2 separate regions of the Mus musculus genome follow, and region 2 is linked to region 1. A link is a contact called in public Hi-C data. All regions are on one chromosome and are shown on one strand. The core of a region is the stretch at or near the end of the contact, and the rest is flanking DNA. Distances in the headings are between cores, read along the strand shown.

The links. A called contact is a pair of places that touch in the nucleus more often than the background predicts.
Region 2: a contact with region 1 is called in a Hi-C map of muscle stem cells, with 3 times the contacts expected there. The contact joins two enhancer-like sites. A contact is called at or near these places in 10 of 484 Hi-C or Micro-C datasets (cortical neurons, embryonic stem cells, muscle stem cells and 5 more).

The regions. Positions count from the first base shown.
Region 1 is chr1:12,290,105-12,293,802 of GRCm38.p6, forward strand. No RefSeq gene overlaps it. Among named protein-coding and RNA genes, the nearest start is that of Gm22633, 83 kb to the right of the region's middle. Within about 2 kb of position 1,922, at least 14 of the 459 cell types and tissues checked have an H3K27ac peak or open chromatin away from gene starts, as enhancers often do. A contact at or near this core is called in muscle stem cells, where this site is marked.
Region 2 is chr1:12,834,072-12,837,769 of GRCm38.p6, forward strand. It overlaps Sulf1 (sulfatase 1), which reads left to right. Exons shown (of 22, transcript NM_001198565.1): 13 at 2,042-2,258. Among named protein-coding and RNA genes, the nearest start is that of Sulf1, 140 kb to the left of the region's middle. Within about 2 kb of position 1,715, at least 79 of the 459 cell types and tissues checked have an H3K27ac peak or open chromatin away from gene starts, as enhancers often do. A contact at or near this core is called in muscle stem cells, where this site is marked.

The DNA.
Region 1 (3,698 bases), core at 672-3,171:
ACCAGGGCCAAGAAGTGGGAGTGGGTGGGTAGGAGAGCAGGTCAGAAGGAGGGTATAGGGAAATTTCGGGATAGCATTTGAGAGACGAAAGGATGGACCATCTAGAGACTGCCAGACCCAGGGATTCATCCCATAATCAGCCTCCAGACACTGACACCATTGCATACACTAGCAAGATTTTTGTTGAAAAGACCCAGATATAGCTGTCCCTTGTGAGGCTATGCCAGGGCCTAGCAAACACAGAAGTGGATGCTCACAGTCAGCTATTGGATGGATCACAGGGCCCCCAATGGAGGAGCTAGAGAAAGTACCCAAGGAGCTAAAGGAGTCTGCAACCCTAGAGGTGGAACAACAATATGAACTAACCAGTACCCCCCCAGAGCTCGTGTCTCTAGCTGCATATGTATCAGAAGATGGACTAGTCGGCCATCATTGGGAAGAGAGGCCCATTGGTCTAGCAAACTTTATATGCTTTAGTACAGGGGAACACCAGGCCCAAGAAGTGGGAGTGGGTGGGTAGGGGAGTGGGGGGGATGGTATGGGGGACTTTTGGTATAGCATTGGAAATGTAAATGAAGAAAATACCTAATTAAAAAAATTTTTTTAAAATCACAATAAGATGCAAATAAAACAGGATTAAAAAAAAAAAAAGACTAGGCAGCCTGGTTGAAAAGTCAACAGTCAACAGACTCTTTTTAGCTTGATAGGTAAGTAGGTATTGACAAGCCCTTTACAAGCCAATACATAGAAAATATAACAAATCTCCTATGATAGGTGCTGCCTTTGCCTTTTGGGGATGTGTACTTTCTTCTGTCCAAGCATCTTGACCCATGTCAAAGAGGAGCAGAATTAAACTCCCTCTCTGTGGCATTCAAATCTGATATGGGAAGCACGGGACACATGCTAGATTACACACTTCCCCAGGGTTCGCCACCATGAACTAGGAGGTACGAACATTGCCTGTCTTTGGGTATTAAAATCATATCTAACACTGACAAACACAGTCTCTTCAGAGGGAGGAAGACCAAGCCCCTCTCTACAGGGAGTGTGAAGCCATATAAACCCAGGAAGAGAAAAAAACTCTGACTTTGTTTGAGGACCAAGATTAGCTCTGCCACTACCCTCTTTGGGTCTAACAGAATCCCTGGCCCCATTTTTGGTATTTTTCCCTGATTTGCTTTGTGGAAACAAGAGCTATACATCAGTTATCACATGAAGCAGCATATGTGAAGACAGTTGCATAAAGGAATCATTAACTCATCCCACTATTGAAAATTAATATCACCAGAAGTAATTCTTCTTATAGTATCAAACATTAAAGTCCTTTCAAGTCTCCATAGAATGTTGAGAAGGGAAAAAATGAAAACCTCAGAATGGAAACCTCTAGCTGAGCATTAAAATGAGAATGTGGAAGCAAACAGACTGCATCATTTCTTTTGCATTATTTCTGCCACTTGGAGCCAAGAATATGGAGCTGAATCAATATGTGCACACTCCCTAAGTCCTGGAAACATGGACCAAGGAAAAGCTATAGCACAGGGTTCTCTGGGTAAGCACCACAGCATGTGCCTACATATTAAATTGAAAACTACCCTTAACAAGTCTGTCATAGTTATTATTTTCTCTATAATTCACTTGGGTTTTGGTACTTAAACAAGCCATTCAGTGTTTAACTGAAGACAGATTCTGGTCACCACCTTTCCCATGTATATAAAAACAAATCCAATTCTTTGTAGAACTTTTCTGTGATTCATCCTCTCTTCTGGCAATGCCTCAAAGTCTATGACCTTGCTTGAGACTTCTGATGTGTCACAACTCACTACAAATTCACAAAAGACCCAGACAATCAGCCAGCAGTTTACAGTGTCATCAGGGAAAACCCTGTGGAGTGTTATGGGAACCATGGGGAGGAGGCAGCGGTCTTCTGGAATGCAGGGAAGGTCCAAGAAGGCCTGTGACAGCTGCATCTTCCTGTGACAGCAGGAGCAGTGCAGTGCCCTTCCCCAACTTTCAATTTCTCTTCCCTTTCTTATCTCCATTTGAAACTGGGGACCCTTGGAGTATTGCATGACTCCTCTGTGCCAAGAATTGGAATCAGAAAGTATTGACTTAAAGTCCAAGAGCAGGTAAGGAAAGCTGCGGCATGAAAACCACATTTTATAGAAAACTGGAACCGGATGAAACAATATGCAAAGCAAGATGACCAGAAGAGAGAATGTCTGTTTTATATTCCTGCGTAGCATTTACATTTTTTGTTCCAAAACCACTTTTTAAACATTATTAATTCTGAAGGTATCGCATAGGTCCAGGAACAGTGCCAGCTTTTCGGGGCATGGAGCTGTGAAGCTCCACTATGCAGGTTTTTAATCATTTCAATTCCAACATTAACTTTCCACAGACTGTTCACGTTAGTGACTGCTAATTAACATTAGCTGATCGGGGAAAGGCAGGTTTACAGATGATCATGTTGTTTTCAAGCACAAGCCCTTAAAAAAAGTTTAATGGTGGAAACAAAAGGCATCTAAGAACAGAAGCTTCTGGAAGAACATCTTGTTCTTGCCTCTCCTGGGTCATGCCTTCCTGTCTGGCCTTCTGTTTAAGAGCCATGTTTCTGAAGACATAACTGTGGACAGTTTTGCCCGTGGCTGTGAGGTGATTGGAGATGCAAGCTCTGGCACAACACTTGATCTTTGACCTCTTGGTGCTTGGCTTCTTGCCAATAGTAACTGGCAAGTAGTGTGATGGTGGTCAATCTCAGGCACCAGAGTGCTGCTGCAGAGGAGCCATTACTGTTCTTCACAACAGCAGCTTTGCATCAAGAGCAGTGAGGAGGACCAGAATCAGCACACCTCAGGGGTCACAAACCCATTTCCTTTCATGATGTCAGTAACAAGCATGGGCAACAGCAGAAATCCGCCATGTTTACTTTCCCCAAAGCAATAAATGTGCACGTGTGCATATGCTACCAAAGCTGAACTAGGGACCAATGGAGCAAGCTCATGCTAGGGCCTTCAGCCTTTATATTTTTGTTGTTTTAAGGCTAGAAAGATAAAACCATCAGGATGGCTCAGTGTAAAAAGCACTTGTGTTAACCCTCAGAACTTACTTAAGAGCTGGGCAGGCATTACAGATGCTTATACTAGTTGTATTGGTAAGTTCTGAGTTCAAGTGGGAGACCCTGCCTCAGTAAAGAAAGAAAGATTCCTGGCATCAGTTTGAGGCCTCTGTATTCACAATACATATACATATACCCACACATATACACATGTAAGCCCACCTACATGTGACCACACAGACATACACATATTATATGCACATACACAAAAAGTAAAATAAAGGCCAGAAAAGTTTGCTACATATACTGAGTGAATATTCCTAGTTTCAGTTATTTTTGTTCATTGCCTTTTCATCTGGGACATTATTAAAACATTCTTTGCTACATGCAATAATTTCAGGGTTGCCACTTTACAAAGAGGAGTCTAAGTGATATCTAAAAGTGACTCCCATTTCTGCTAATTCTAAACATTACCCATATATGTTAAGTTCACTCTGTGGTCAAAGAAAGGGTAAATCGCCATGCCTTGTTACACAAATTCCTGGAAGAATGGTGCATGCACAAATTGTTTCTGTGATACCATATGAGCAAAGAATGAGAAGAAAGTGGTAAGAACAGAAATGGACAGACCTAAGGTGGAGGG
Region 2 (3,698 bases), core at 465-2,964, 540 kb after region 1:
CAAATTTATTCATATGTTTGTTTGTTTGTTTGTTTGTTTGAGATAGAGTCTTACAGTCCAAGCTGCCTCCAGACTTGTCTCAGCTTCTTGAGTGCTGAGAATACAGGCATCAGCTACCAGATTTATTGGTTTATCTGAGTGTTAGATTCCCTGAGACTGGAGGTCCTGGTGGATGTGAGCTGCCTGGTCCAGATGGATGCTGGGAACTGACCCTGGATGTGCTAGAAGAGCAGAAAGTGCTTAGTCACTGAGCCTCCTCGCTAGCCTCTACTTAATCTTCTGCAGCTTGGTCCTCACATTGCTGTGGTCTGTGTTGCCTTTTCCTGACGTGGCTTGGTAGTTAGCTGCCTTTTCTTCAGCAACCTGCTCTTCTGTGTGAAGACCTTGAAGGTTCAAGGCACTTCAGGCCAAGCCTGAAAAGAGACGAATGTAACATGGCTTGAAATAATCATTTGGAAACAGCAGAGGTGTGGAGGCTCAGGTGGGACCATAGCGTGAGTTCTAGATGCTCAGGGCGTGGGGTCGAAAGCCCCAATGCTGCTCTGATAATTATACATATAGCACAGGCATGCGGCTCTCTTGATGAAAATGGATGTTAACCGCAGAGCCCTTGCTCACGGCGAAGGCTTGCCCATGATTTACTATGCATTTGATTTATCTGCTGACAGAACCATCACATTGCTTGGCCAAGCTTTTTTACATCAGAGACGCCTCCTGGTGGTATTGGCTTACCAGTGGGAGATATGAGCTACTCATAGACACTACTAGAGTGGGTATCCTATTCACACATGACTTCTTTAGGTTTTTGAGACAGGTTTTCTCTGTGTAGGCCTGGCTGTTCTGAAACTTACTCTGTAGACTGGTCTGGCCTTGAACTCAGAGATCCGCCTACCTCTACTTCCCAAGTGCTAGGATTAAAGTCCTTACCACCAAGACAGGACTTATCTGAAATTATGTGTGGCTCAGCCCGCATGGATATTTAGAGCATACGTATATTGTGCTGGTGTCAGCTTAGAAACCTATGCATTGAAATACACACAATAATAGCACACAGGCGACACTTGTATATGGGAGGGAGAAAAGGATACATTTAACAGTGCTAGTCCTTATCCAGGCTCACTCTGTTGTCTTGCTAACATAGCTTCAAATGAAGGCCAGGATTCTTCCTACTGACCAGTGAGTCCTTTAGGGCTTGTAAGAGAAAAACTGAAATGTAAAGAAGTTATTGGGCCTTTCGAATGGAGAGGGGCTTCTGAGAGGCCTCCCGGGGTGAAAAGACATTGTTGGAACCAGAACTGTGAACTTGCTGCATTCCCACAGCTGTGGACAAAACAGGAACTAGGAACCCCAATGCGACCCCCACTACCACCCCCGCAGAGCGCATTTTCTGGGAAGGTCGAATCAGTCTCCCTGGGACCCACCACATGCTGCGGGCGTGAAGAGTTTGTAGGAGAAGAAGGAAAATCAAAAGAAAACACGATGAGTTTGCCAATGTCTGGGATACCCAGAGTTGGCTTTGCCGGTAATGGCCTCAAATTAAATTCCTCTCCGTCTTGCTCCTCTGCCACTCTGCCCAGGCTCACTTTAGAAACCAAGAGGCAGAGAACAAAGCAGGCAAGTTTGTTTTTCCAGAACAAATGGGGCAGTTTGGGGTCCTGGTGGAAGCAGCGCTGACAGCTGGCTCCGTGTTGGGACACTAAGGGTTTTAACACGGTTCATTCAAGACTGTTTAGTCTGGGGGCGGAGGATTCATTTATCAGCGCCAGTGTCATCGAGGCAGTTCTGATTCCCAATGATTTGTCATCTGTATGTGCCTGCCACAAACGAAATAGAACTGAGCAGTTACTGCAGGGTCACTTAAAAGCCAGTCCCCTTTCATTTATGCTCCTTAATGGAATTAGCAGTGAGGGACGGGGCAGGGGTGGGGGAGGGGGGAGGTGATGATGGGGGACCGGACTGACGGACACCTAGCTACTGCTAGGGTGCTTTGTAAATAACAACTGGCTCAGCATCGCCAACTGCTTCCCGCTGGCTCTTGCAGAACTGGCAGTGCATCGAGGACACATCCGGCAAGCTCCGAATCCACAAGTGTAAGGGACCCAGCGACCTGCTCACGGTCCGTCAGAATGCACGCAACCTCTACTCTCGCGGATTGCATGACAAAGACAAAGAGTGCCATTGTAGGGACTCTGGCTATCGCTCGAGCAGAAGCCAGAGAAAGAATCAAAGGCAGTTCCTGAGGAACAAGGGAACACCAAGTAAGCTCAACCTTGTGACCCCCCCCAGCCCCCCCCCACACCCCACACACATACAGCGGCAGGAGGATCCCTTTTCAAGACAACCTCCCCCGTGATTCACACACAAATGAGATGTTCTCGGTGCCTAGATTTCAGGATAAAAGCAAAAATCATTGCTCAGTTTAAAGTAAGATAGCAAAGATCAGCTAGAAATTTTACTTTGCGAGCATTTTCACTTAGTATAGAATAAAAATCCACTTAGTAACTTCCTAGGGACCAGGGCATCCACACACGCAGCGGGTGTCCCTCGGGACCAGTGGGGGAGGGTTAGAGCCATCTGACTTTACCTTCATGGTAATGCTCTAATATGCCTGCCTTAACTTGATTTAAAAGTTAAATTTTAGGTATCAATCAGTTCATGTGTGTTTAACCTTAGAGGAAAGACATGAGCAGTTTTTAAACGCATATTTTTCATGTTTTAGACTGTATCTTTAAATGTTGTCAGACGCTTGTATCTTGTTGAGTGGCAGTATCAAATTAGTTGAACTCAGTACAGCATATCCTTACTGCCTACAGGTTTTTTGTTTCTTTTTTTTTTTTTTAGTAAAAACTCTCAGGTAACTGATTGATACAGACTACAGAAAACAGGAGGAACATCTACTGAAGAATGATAGTCTACTGCCACCTCGTGGCATATTAGAGAAGTGGCTCAAATCTGTGCACATTCTATGTCTGGAAACAAATAAGTTCTGTTTAATTGGACACAAAACACTTAAGAGACTCAGAGTTCCTTAAAGCGACATTTTTGTGCTGAACAGAATAGACTAGAGGGCCATGAATTCCTTATCTAGGTGGACTGGTCTTCACTGGTTCTTAAAGTGGTTTATAGCCAGTACACAGAGTTACGGGATTGTCTTTCCTCCTGGAAGGAAATTTCACACTTAAACCTCATAAGAAAAATCACAGCTAGAATTAATAAGGTTACAAGGCCCCCTGATACAAGCATCCCACTTAGCAGCAGGAACACTGTCCCCTGCCAGAAAGTTTTCAAACTGCATCCTACAACAGGAGCAGGTTTCCTCTTTTCCTGAGGTGATAGTGGTGCAAGTCGTCGTCTGTCATGGCAGCCACTACTGCACCTGGAAAGTAAGGGGTCCTATAGGGACCAAGCTCCCCTGTAGGAAGGCTGACAGTTGCGATTCCCTCGTCTCTGTGACTCTTCTTCGTGACTTAGGAAGCTGAAGACAAGATTCCAGAGAAGTGTGCTTGGCAAAGCCCAAGCATGAAAGCCGAGGTCAGAGCTTGTACAATAACACCCTTAGCCAGGACCCAGCGGACATCAGGCAGCATCCCATAGTAGTGCACTGCAGGTGCGCAGCGGCCTTACTCTTAATATCAAGTGTTCAAAATGTTACATGGCTGATGCAAACATTCACAAATTTAGTCGTTTTAGAGCGCTGC